2 separate regions of the Zea mays genome follow, and region 2 is linked to region 1. A link is a contact called in public Hi-C data. All regions are on one chromosome and are shown on one strand. The core of a region is the stretch at or near the end of the contact, and the rest is flanking DNA. Distances in the headings are between cores, read along the strand shown.

Region 1 (6,540 bases), core at 1,948-4,447:
CTGAGCGAGGAGAAGCAGGAGCACGAGATATTACAAAAATAGTACTAGGAGCATTTTTGCCATTAATCCCGTGTCACCTTCACCTTCACCTTCATCAGGTTAATATAAGTTGATTAAAACCCCGGTGCGCCGGCCAGCGGACCACCCCAACCCATACCCTTTTTTCTTCGTCACAACAAGAAAACACCCAACGCGACGCCACTGCAGCCACAGCCACAGGGCGCGCACGGCACGCGTATACCACGCACGCACACACCAAACCAAAAAACACATACCAGCCGTATTACACCATCGCTTGCGCGGTCCGTCCGGGCGTAGTGCACGTGGAAGCAGCGCTTACAGGAGCTGCATGAGGCGGCGCGCGGGCTTCTTCTTGCGCAGGCCGACGAGCGAGGCGTCGTCGACGAGCGGGCCGCAGAGCGTGCCGTCGGGCTTCATGTGGTAGAAGGTGCTCTGGAAGACGACGCGGGTGCGGTTGGCGATGGCCGTGAAGTCCAGCACGGCGCGCTTGTATCCTCCGGTGCCCCTGGACTGGTAGGGCACCTTGACCGTGGCGCGCGCCGCGTAGGCCTCGGCGGCCATGGAGCCCGCGCAGCCGTCGCCCGAGTCTCCCACGGCGAAGGCGAGGCGGTAGGTCCACCCAGGCACGGTGCGGACCTCCTGCACGAGCGCGCTCTCCCGGCCGCCCACCAGCTCGACGGCGCGCGCGCCCTGGGGCACGGCGAAGTGCGCGGCGTCCACGTACTTGACGGCCTTGGACGAGACGATCATCCAGGCGGGGAGCGGCGAGTGGTCGTCCTCGATGTTGGGCGGGACGAGCACGCCCCAGGACGCGCCGGGCAGGAAGTAGGGGCCCTCCTCGAACCCGCCGTTCTTGAGCAGGTTGTTTCCCCCCGCCCGCCTGGCGAGCGCGGGCGGGTACAGCGCACGGATGGCGACGCCGTCGATGAGCGGGCCGCAGGCCGGGTCCTCCTCCACGCCCGGGTTGTGGATGACCAGCGTCACCGCGTCCATCTTCGCCTTGAATGCCCAGGCGTACGAGTCCCAGCCGTTGCTGCCGTAGATGGTCTGCATCGGCAGCACGCCCCACTCGGGGCTCACCGACACGTTCAGCCGCTGCCGCTCCGCCTGCGCGCACGTCCGCGCCGCGCTGAACGTGATGGCGTAGTAGGCGCCGCGCGCCACGGCCAGGCGCTGCCGGATCGACGCCTCGTTGCCCAGCCGCACCGCGTGCGCGCCCTGCGGCACCACCAGCAGCATGTCCCCCTGCTTGTGCCCCGACTCGATGTACTCCACGAAGCCGGACGTCTCCCACCGCGGGATGGCGTGGGCGCCCGACACCACCGTGCCGTTCACCAGCGCCGACTTGGGCGGGCCATCCTCGAAGTTGCCGTTCGGGAGAAGACCTGCACCATTTGCATTGCATTTCGTGTCAGTTGTATGTATCGTGATGGGTCTGGTGGTGGGCCGGTGGGAGCAACAGATGTTGCAGTCTTTTGAGCTGACACTGGCAGGGTGCACGTTGCATGGCAGCGCAGCACCAGATGTTGCAGTCTGTTGGTTCTGCTGCTCTGTCGGTGGGGGGCTCAGGCTCACCGGCCTCGCGCTGATCGTCAGACGCATTCACAGCTGCTCTATCTACCACCACATCACACATATGCGTGGGGTCCGTCCGACGCATCTGAACACGACCAAATCAAACACGCATCCCCTACTTTTTTTCACAGCACCACCGGCCAATACTAATCGTACTTTGCCGAGTCAGCTTTATCATTAGTACTATAACTGAAGACGATGCTTTGGCGGCGGAAAATGGGCAAAATCCTTGTATGATGTGTTTGTTTGACGAATCATTCGATCCAAAATGAATTGATGAATCATGTGCTCATTCCTCAAATTTAGTGGAATGACTACATTCCATATATTAGTACTAAATAACTAAATATAAGGAATAATGTGGTGATGGATTAACTCATTTTATTACCCAAACCAAAAAAATGAGGAGTGAGAAGATAATGAACTAACTCAATCCTCAACCAAGCACCCCCAGTAATGTATTATGTCGACCAGACCAGCATGCGCTGGTTAGTAACTGAATAATTAAGAATTTTTATTTAGATGTTAGAGTGGTTTGATATAAAAAATCAGTTAGGAGGCGGGTGCCAGCCAGTAGCCCAGTATATATATATACATGCTAGCCATGCGAGGTGTACGTGACCGTGGGGCCAAGCGACAGGTGCCTACAGTACAGTATATATTTGCTTGCATGCTCCATTGGTCCTCTTCTATATATACTAATCAAAGCCTTGAGCGTTGATGCATTTGCATGGCATGATGATCATCAGATCGACCCACCACCCATATGCATGACAGCGACACACAGCACTATTCATTTTGTCGAGACGAGTGATGACGACCCTTTGGGAAGTTTCGGATCTAACCAGGCCATTAACTACGTGCATGAATGTATGTATGATGACGACGAGAAAAGCACAGTTCTGTGTTCGCTCGATCGGCTGGTAATTAATTCAGGGGCCACCGTATCCTCCGTCCTTCATCCGTTCTAACTTCAGTAACGTTTTATCTTTTTTATATGTATTTCTTTTACTACGTAAAAGAACATTCCATCCGTTCCAAAAAATATAGTTCTTTCTATCCCTCTTTTTTTTCCATCTACGTTCAAATTAAGGACAATGAATGTAGACATATAAGTTGATTAATAAATATAGGTTTAGTCTAAAACGAATCATTTTATGCATGGTGTCAGTGATACGATGGACGAACGTATACAGCGGAGCCGTGCGTATGGACAAAAGCGGGAGTTTTGCTTTGATACGGCTGGCTCACAGAGCTGAGCTATTCCGGGCAGCTGGAATTGGAAGCTGTAAACTGGGGTGTCCACTCTAGGAGCAGTACCCTAGCAGAGTAGCAGCATCTACGACTGGACTAGAGTGAAGAAAACAGCATAACGGAACGGTATATGACAAAGCTTAGGTCCGAGAGCTCTCACCGTCAGTGACGACCGCGGCAGCCGGCGCCGCCAGCGCGCACACGGCGGCGACGAGCAACAGCGCGACGCGGCGCATCTTCGCTCTCCCTCCTCCGGCTGCGCTGCTGCTTCTCCTCCTCCTCCTCCTCCTCTTCAGCTCAGACTCACAAGGAGGACCGCTCTCTGATGTCTCTGTGGCAGCTGCTGGAGCGGAGGACGATGAGCAGAGCAGCGGGGGCGCGTCCGCTCTTTATAGAGCGACCCCCGTCGCGGTAGAACGCCCACGAGGGAGGGAGGCTGCCTCTCAGTCTCAGTAGCGAGAATGCCACTGCGGTGTTGAACTGCAACGCGTGTCCCGCTCGGCCGCTCCTGCCGCCTATCGCGTGGGGCTCCGGAAGGACGGACGGCCGGATGCGCCGGGCCGAACCGGCGGCGCTTCCCGGTTCGGAGCCGATTCGGTTCATGCCCTCGTGGGGGACAGCCCCTGCATGTGGTCACATGGCCCTCTTGAGTCTTGACGCGCGCGTACGTGGCCATTTCCCAGGACGTTGTACTCTGGCGGTGGTCGGACTCGGGTCGGGGGATAGTCTCGTCATTCCGGAAGTTCCGGCCGTGGCGGTTTGATTGGACACCGCGTGGGGCCGCGCGCGCTTCGTCCCTAGCTAATCTGGTTGTCCGTTCTTCGGTTCTTGGTTAATGCTTGTCATCATGGCAAATTGGCAGGTCTGTTTTTTTATTAGCGCAGCGTGTACACAGCTCGCTTGTGTGTATACGCCTAACACTGTTCCATTAGTGGATACGGTGGTACCCATACTTGCATCCACCGTCCAGGCATCAATTAATCCAGCTGATCCCATATATATTATCCTCTATTAACGCCTTTTCGGAGCGCCAAACACTCAATAAGAACCGTGGCGGTGCTCTCTGGTCAGGCGCGGACGGTCCGCGTCCTGGGGCCGGACGGTCCGCGACCTGGCGCAGGGCTAGGGTTCCTACTTGCATTGACGGCCGGACGGTCCGCGCCCTGGGGCCGGACGGTCCGCGCCCTGGGGCCGGACGGTCCGCGCGTACGCAGGGGCGAGACGGAAGATCGCCGGCGGCGGCCTGTATCTCGCTCCTGGGAGGGACCCCATCGGGGAGGAGAGATCCTAGGTGATGTCTAGGCTCAGGTAGACCGACCTAGACTCTTCTAATCGACGTAGAGTCGAAGAGAAGCGGAGAAATTGGAGATCGAGAGGCTAAACCTAAACTAGACTAGAACTACCCCCTAGGATAAAATGTAAATTGTATTGATCGTAGATTCAATTCGATGATTCCAAATCGGCCGTATACCTCTCTATTTATAGAGGAGGGGGCTGGACCCTTTACAAACTAATTTTCGAGCGAATCCCGTGAATTTAGCTAACAACCGTAGCACAAAACCCGGAACCCTAATCTGTTCTGCGCTTGCGCGGACCGTCCGGCCTCAGGGCCGGACCATTCGGACCGCGGACCGTCCGGCCTCAGGGTCGGACCGTCCGCCGGCTCACTTTGGTTCCAAACACCCTCAGTCTAGGCTTGTTCGGTTAGCTCTCAATCCATATGAATTGAGTGAGATTAGGTGGGTTTAAATCTCAAGCAAGTCAAACTTCTTTTTAATTTTTTTCAATTCCATCCAATCTACGTGTAATGGGAATAACCAAACAAGTCCTTAGGGATGTTGATTTCCCTCCTAAATTATATGTAAGTTGAATTATGGTGAAAAAAAAGAGGGTAAAATATCACTTTAAAATCACAAATAAGCTTAAATAACTTAGCATTGAGTACCTTATTTCAACTTATCTGTGATACTAAAATAATACTTTAATTTTCTTTTATTCCATAATAATTTAACTTATATAATCTAGTAGGAAAATAAATATGATCTAAATATAGTCAAATGTTCAGGATCGATGGACGACCAGTGCACGACGACGACCAATCTGGGACATGCTGCATTGGCAAAGATGCCGCCAACCTAGCTCGATCGCCGGCACATGCTGCCATGTGTACATGCGTCATAAGCATACATATCCAAATAGACCCAGAACAGATTAGGATATACCGGCCTGGCCCGGATTATTAAGCGGTTAGGGTCATGCTAGCCCACAGAGCCCGAGCGAGGTCGAGGCACGAAACTCTAAGATATTAACCGTGCCAAGTCGATCTATAGTCCGACGGGCCTATAATAGTATATGACGTTTATATAATAAAAATACGTATATATGAAGTTTTAAACTATAGTTATTAGCTATAAATATTTATTTACGTCCACAAAACCAACAAAACAAACATGGTTCTTGTATTTATACTATATGTTCAAGTATAATATATGTATTTATATGAAAAATAGAAGAAAAAACGGTTCGTATCGTGCTTAGCCTATCGTGCCGCGCCTTAGACCCAAGCACGGCTCAGTGATAGAGGTTCAGACTAAGACCAAACAACCCGTGCCGAGTTTCGGGCCGCCCGACAAGCCCGGCCGCCCTAGACATCTATAGATGTAAGTCATGCGCTCCCCTTGCTTGCCGCTTGAGAAAACTACAGTCGTCTGTGTACTCTTAGGGTGCATTTGGTTGTAATGATAGGATAGGACGGGATGGGACGATCACTCAAATAAGGTTGTTTGGTTCAGGGTCAAAGGTTAGGACAGGACTATTCCAGTGTTGTTCCCAGTTGTCCCTTAAAATTGGAGGGACGAGAGAGGCATGGGCGGATTTTGGCCCCGGGCCACATGGGCCGTGGCCCGGAGCACAACCCAAAATTCCTCTTGCATATAGGTTTTTTTGCAGCCAAAAAATCTAGCATAAAAACACATTTTAGTCCAAAATGTGGCCCAAAAGACTTCTTGCAACGATTGAGCTTGGCACTGGCGGCCTCCCTCATTCGCTCGAGTCACGAGAACACATACTCTTCTAATTATTTCACAAACCTGCGCGACTGTGCTTTCTATGTTTCCAGCGGTGCGACCGTCTCTCTCCAGTCCTCTATCGCTCTCCACGCCTTAAGGCTCCACGAATTCGGCAAGAGCACAAGGCAGCAACCTCCGAGACGGTCGGGCGGGCTATGATTCAGGCATCCGCCGCCGCAAGTCCGGCCACCGCCAGTCCGCCTCCAGCCTCCCTGCGACCCTGTTGCAGTGTCGCGTGCAGCCTGCAATGGCGCCGCGCCACCGCCCAAATCCGCCCTTACGATTACATCTTCTCCCAAGCTATACAACTTCCTAGACCCGATTCCCTTTCCTTTCTTATTCATAGGCGAGGGCGGAGCGCCTCCATATAGCCAACGAGTAGCAACCACCAGAGCGGCGAGCGTTATGTGCTGAGTGCTAACTGCATGCTGCTATATGTCAGTGATTCTCACCTATTGTGAGTAATTGTTCCCGAAATATTTATCGTCTGCTAGTTCATTTTTAAACTAAAGCGCGAAAAATGAAAAAAACTAAGTAGTACATCATAATATTTGTAGAGTGACGTTAATTTTATGGAGCTCCGTCATTGAAGAGAGGTAGGCAGGGAACATTCTTGTCCTAA
Region 2 (6,623 bases), core at 1,018-3,517, 250 kb before region 1:
ACTCGTGTTCATGTCGTGCCTACCGGAGCTTAAAACTCGAGATTTCTGGTCGTGTCTATTCTTTCTGTGGTGCGACTGTAACTTTGTGATCAGAATGTGGGTGTGTGTGTTGGGTCTTTCTAGACCAGTGTACTCTTTTCTACCTTAATGAAATGACGCACAGTTCCCTCGCATTGTTCGAGGAAAAAACAGATCCTAAAAAGAAAGGGGAATTGGGGAAATCGAGTTCAAGTCAAGTTACAGAAATAACCTAGTACCCTGGTTCATTGATTCTTGTTCTTCATACTACAACAACCAGACTGATAGTGTTTACATGTTACCCCAGGTACGAAACTAACATTGGCATAACAAGTTACATTACAACCTTAGCTCACAGAAATGCAAGAACCAAATCCAACTTGATGTAAATACTCAAGATTTACACAAGGCCATTTGATAAGTGTAATATGAAAATTTTGAAATCAAGGCAGAGTTACATATCAAAACGTATGCAACACAATGCGAAATTACTTAAAAATGAGAGGTTTTGAAACTTATGTTGATGGTTAATTTTTTTCCATTCCAACATCGAACTATCAAGCTTTTAGTCCATATAGCATTGTTAAACAGAATACATTCCAAACAGCATACTCTTATGACCATACAGTACTTATCAAACCAAATATCAGTGTGACCAACACTGCCAAGATAGACATCTGCCATTCAAAAAACCATTTTTGTTAAGCATAAATGGAAATTTGTTTTTAAGTGTTGGTGTGCATCTCACAATTTTATTAGTGTCATCATTGCTTTTCACATCAGCATCTTAGCATGAGTATGCAAAGAGCATAGCACAATGGCTATCCCAAAAGTACGTTGAAATAGAAAAGGAACATAAGTATGAATATAGATCAATAATTTCAGTTGGTCCAATTGTAAACACAGGTATTGTGTGTACTTTCGAAATTGAACTGTATTGTTAGCCCATATTAGGCAGGATGCATGCCAGTTTTAAAAAAAAAATTGATACTAGTGGAAAGCAACTTGCTGAGAAGCAGCCAAGCAGGCTCAAATCCTCACAGCTCTAGTCATAAAATTAGCTAGAGAAAGTGAATGATTTGAATAGTGGCATAAAACAGTAGTAACAACATTCAACAGAAAACATGGCACAGTAGACAAGATGAAAAAGGTTTTTAAAAAATAACCAGAAACATGATGCCAAATTATCAGAACAATGTATCATAAACAGGGTTGATGTTCGTTATCCTAGCAGAGTAGTAAGAGTGTAAGACAACAAAGCATGGATACTGATGGATGAGGGCCATCAGGCACCATGACGTCCCAACATAGTGCATTTTCCCTAACAATAATGCAAATAGTTTGCAGAACAATGCAAATCTGACCACTTGCGAGTAGTTTACCCAATAACCCAGATGTTATCAAATCATTACCAGAACTATACATCCCCAGACGTTTCATTGCAATACCAATAAATGAAGAACCCTAATTATTTTATAATAAACATAGAAAGCCTCCATGTGTAATCCGATCCAGGAACATCAGGAAGAACGGTTAAATCTACTACGGCCAACTAACCTTGGTACCGAAGGGGCCGACCAGGGGATCCATGTCAAACCGCTTCTTCCCCTGCAAAACCCAGGCCAGATCGAGGAATCAGAAGCCATTTACAGGCCCACACCGGACGTGCATTCCAGCTCCTCCCTCTCGAACAAAGACCGGACCATCTCACCTTGAGCTCGGCCTCCAGCTCCTCCCGCTCGAGCCCCGTGGCGATGGGCATGACGTCCTCCACACTCGCCGGCTTGTCCCCTGCAGCACACCCAAGCGACCACCGGCACTCGATCAGCGCTGGACGCCGCCAGGGAATCGAGATCCGGGGATGTGAGATCCTTACCTGAGAGGAGCGGGCTGGTGCGGCGGAAAGCGGCGGCCGCCGAGGAGAGCGGGGCGGCGCGGGCTGCAGAGGAGGCGGACGCCGCAGGGGCCCCGGCGGCGGCGGCGGTAGCCCTGCGCAAGGCGGGGGCTAGGGTGTGGAGGCGGCGCCACATGGTGGTGGATGGGTGGGGTTGGGGTCTCTCGGCGGCGGCGGCGGCGGAAATGGAGATGGATGGGCTCGATTCGATTTGACCCGGGGACGGAGACGGCAGAGAGGAAATAAAGCAACCGGGGCACCGGACAGGGGAAGTGGCTGTTCAGGCGGCGGGACCCGGGACGGACGGGGACCAGGGCAGTGGGTTTGATGGACGGAGATCGGGTGAGCCGGCCGTGCGGAGTGGGGGACTGGGGGAGTGGCGAGGAGACGCGTGTATGTGTGACAGAAATTTTAGATAGGCTTGCAATAAAAGTTCATGCTTTGTCGATTTATATTTCTCGATTTCCTTTACAAACACATATACTCATACCAAGAATTGTTAATTTATAGTAACTGAGTATTTAATCATCAAAACAATTAGAAATACCTCAAAGTCACATTTCTCTTTTACCATTGGGGTCCAACGACCTCGAGATCTATATAGGAGCGGGAGTCAGAAACTTTTTAGGCTAATCACTAGCTGATCCATTGAATCTCTTCGATGGGCAACCAGACCATCACTCGATCTAACTCGTTATCAGATCACTAGGCATCCTACTTCGCCATATGCCCATGCCCTTTGTATCTACCCAACGAGACATGGAAGGGATGATGATATAAAAATACCAAATGCCCTTCTAATTGGCTCTACACAACACACAAAAAATCAAAAACAAGATCATAGACAACAATCCCAACAACACGGGTCATGCCCTTAAAAATGAAAGATTATATGAACGAGTCCACGAATTCTTTCAGAGGCTCGAGGACTAGACTCATCGAGTTCGCTTTGTGCATCCTCGGTGAAAACAAATGTGCCTTCAACGACATTGATATTGAACAAGCCACTGAAGTAGTGTCAAGATCCAATAGAGGCTCAGAGGCTACTATTAGTGGTGAATATTGTAGACATAATGTATCATAGGTTTGGCGAGAAGAACGAACCTCCAACCACCCGAACTTGCCCGACCTTTGACTAAAAGGGTCTGCCTTGCCTAGCCTCCAATCACACAAGGGTCAAGGACATGAGCAACTCTGACTTGCTCGACCCCCAACCCCCGATCACGAAGAGGTTGCGGTTTGGGCGTCTCCATCTAAGAGCTCCGACTTGCCCAACCCCGACCCTAAGGGTCTAAGGCCTGGGCGTCTCCGCCTTGTAATCCACCTTGCCCGATCGTTGACCCATAAGGGGTTGTGGTCTGGCCGTATCCTCCTCAAAGTTTTGCCTCAACCGACCTGTGAGAGTAAGGGACTAGAGATTTCCTCCAATCTCTCGGGCACGAGATTCCAAGGTCTGTATTGCTTCAACCACTACTAACATAGGACGTGCGAGCCATGCTCTGACATGGTGCAGGACCTGAATGACAACAAGAGAGCAGGTACATTGCAGACGTCAGCCGACATGACGTGGGGACTGTGACATCGACTCAACCACTTCCACAACTAGGAAGTCAAAAGTGTACATCGACCTACCCGATGCGGGACGTGACAGAATGTAACTTTAGGCTTTGGGATGACTCGTGCATGGATATAGTACCCTGACGGAAGATGTAGACATCAGCCACGGCGTCGCTTGACCGACAAGAATCTCGGTGAACAGATTACACGGTAGGGTCCAACCCTCATCCGGTTTGCCCAACCTCGGACTCTTGTAAGATAGTTTGCTCCCACCTTAGCCTATAACAAAATTGGAGAGGCTCATGCTCAGGACATAACTATTCTAGTACTCGAATATTAACATTCATACTCATACGTACTTGCACACCAAAGATTTGGGAGCTCGTTTCCTCTCTTCTCCATCTGTAACCCCTATGCAGAGTAATATGAACTACACAACTAGACATAGGTATGGGTAGACCATCGATAAACCCAAACGGGCCACATCCCTCACTCAAATTTTTTGTTCTAGTTGACCTTTTATCTTATTTAATATATCTACAAATATCTACTCCCTTCGTTTTAGTTAATTAATAGGTTTATACAATATTTAATGTATATGATTTATATATGTGTCTAGATTTATCTTCTTCCATTTGAATATAGACATAAAACTAAGAGCTAAAACGACTAATATTTTAGGATGGAGGGGGTATATGTTAGTAAGCCTTTATTCAGGGTTCCATTGTTAGGCCAACTCCAGCAACTCTATGAGTGCGGACATGTATAACAATGTTTTATACTGTAGATGCACTGTTTGTATAGATAAGTTTAAAATAGTGAGTAAAATAAAGAGTAAAATAAGAAATCTGTTGGAGATATTTTTATGCCACCTCATTTTTTTGGCCGGGTCCATCTCTCGACGTATATAAACTTCTTTGTCCTTTTTTTTCTACATCATCTGTTCACAGACGCGAACAATCACTAGCCGATCGTATGACCAGTGACCACACGAAACACGGCAATTCATCACTTCCATCAGCTGCTCCTGTACCTGCTGGATGGGAGCAGCCAAACAGCAGGAGAAAGAGAAATCCACACCTGCAGAAAACAGTTCAATTTTGTAGAAAAACTGTAGAAAACAGTTCAATTTTGTAGCAATTTCTAAATAAATGTTGGGTTCTGAATGATGAAACTGAACCAGAATGAAGAAATGCAGAAGCCGTGAACTGTTTAGCCACAAAACTGGACGGCGCGGAGCCCATCAAGCCCCTGCGGCGCCACCATGCGCCCGACACGGCTCCTCGCCGCCGCCTCCTCAACGTTCCGACGGCGCCGCCTTTACACTGCCGCCGCAGTCTCCACCGTGGCACCTTCTTCTGCGGCCCCGCCACCGCAGGGCGCCGTCCAGCCCCTCTCCACCCAATTCGCTAGACCATCCCCCGCCCGTGGCCACGGCGTCGCCGATGACCTCGCTTCCTCCCTCCGCGCACTCCTCGCCTCCTCGCCCACCGTCCAGCACGCCTTCCATCTGCTCCGTTCCGCTGCGCTGGATACGCGCCTCCCGCCGAACGAGCTCGTCGACGCCGTCCTCTCCACCGTGGACCCTGGCTCGCCGGCCGCGGTTACTCTCCTCAGCCACGTCCTCACCTGCCTCTCCCGTGCTGCCAGCGACTGCGCGGCCGCCGCGGCCGCATACTCTCGCATGGTCACGAGGGGCGTTGTCCCGGACGCCAAGTCTCGCACCGACCTGCTCGTCACCACGGCGCTGGGCGCGTCGGCTGCGGATGCGCTAACGCTGTTCGACGAGATGCGGGGCAAGGGGTGCTACGCGGATGCGAAGATGTACGACGTCGTGATACGGGCCTGCGTCAGGGGAGGGATGCACTGTGATGCCGTCAGGCTGTTTGATGAAATGGCTGGTGCCGGGGTCAAGCCCGACGAGCGCGTTTATGCCATCACAATCTCAGGTTTGTGCAAGCTACGCGATGCAGATCGGGCACTCCAGGTGTTGGGGAAGATGAGGGAGGCAGGGTTCGAGCCGTGGGAGTTAACGTACAGTTCTGTGGTGGATGTGCTTGTGAAGGTGAGGAGGATGGATGAGGCATTGCGGCTGAAGGATCAGATGCTGCTGGCTACGGGAAAGAAGATGGATGTGGTTCTTGCGACGATGTTGATGCACGGGTATTGCTTGAATGGAGAAGTTGGGAAGGCATTGGATTTGTTTGATGAGGTTGTCAGTGATGGTGTGACACCGACCAATGTGACATATGGGGTGCTAATCAAAGGTTGTGATGCAGAGGGGATGACAGATGAGACATATAAGCTATGCCGCCAGATGATAGAGCAGGGATTGTTACCGAGCACATATGAGTTCAATTTGGTGATCAAAGGCCTCTTGAGAGACAAACGGTGGAAGGATGCCATTGGCTTACTTAAACTTGTGGTAGATACTGGGGTACCAGATGTCTTCACTTACGGCTGTCTAATTCATTGGCTCTGCAAGCATCAAAAACTCCACGAGGCAGTCAACTTATGGGATAAGATGAAGGAAGCAGGAGTCAAACCTTCTATTGTGACATACCACAGCCTACTGCTGGGGTACTGTGAGAAAGGGCGCATGGATGAAGCACTCAAGTTATACTCTGAGATGCCTGATAAAGGATTCCCGCCTAATGAGGTCACTTACACAACTCTGATGAAAGGGTACATCAAGAAGAAAGCTTTTGACAATGCCTACGCCCTTCTTAATGAAATGCGTCAGAATGGAGTTTCTTGCGGCGATTATACGTATAATATTCTCATAAATGGACTTTACATGGTCAATCGTGTTTGTGAAGTTGATGAAATGTTGAAAAGATTTTTGAGTGAAGGTTTTGTTCCGACCACAATGACATACAATAGTATCATTAATGGATTTGTGAAAGCTGGTATGATGGGCTCTGCATTCGGTATGTATCGGCAGATGCGCAAGAAAGGTATAACTCCCAATATAGTAACATATACCAGTTTTATAGATGGTTATTGTAGGACCAACTGCTGTGATCTTGCAGTGAAGCTGCTCATTTACGTGAGGCGCGATGGCATTCAACCTGACATTGCTGCATACAACGCTTTCATAGATACGTTTTGCAAACAGGGGAATATGTCTCGTGCACTCCATTTTTTGGTTCTT

What was found. Hi-C and Micro-C count contacts between places; a contact is called where the count stands out from the background.
Region 2: a contact with region 1 is called in a Hi-C map of tassel, with 2.1 times the contacts expected there. The contact joins the promoter of LOC103651601 here to the promoter of LOC100279506 in region 1. A contact is called at or near these places in 2 of 25 Hi-C or Micro-C datasets (endosperm and tassel).

Annotation. Positions count from the first base shown.
Region 1 is chr3:230,300,914-230,307,453 of Zm-B73-REFERENCE-NAM-5.0, reverse strand. LOC100279506 (OSJNBb0091E11.19-like protein) reads right to left here and starts at 3,197. Exons shown (of 1, transcript NM_001152506.1): 1 at 59-3,197. The coding sequence starts at 1,623. The coding sequence ends at 337.
Region 2 is chr3:230,553,249-230,559,871 of Zm-B73-REFERENCE-NAM-5.0, reverse strand. LOC103651601 (putative cytochrome c oxidase subunit 5b-like) reads right to left here and starts at 2,267. Exons shown (of 6, transcript NM_001301466.2): 1 at 1,895-2,267; 2 at 1,730-1,809; 3 at 1,576-1,626. The coding sequence starts at 2,048. It overlaps LOC103651600 (pentatricopeptide repeat-containing protein At3g54980, mitochondrial), which reads left to right and starts at 4,651. Exons shown (of 2, transcript XM_008677264.4): 1 at 4,651-6,623. The coding sequence starts at 4,734.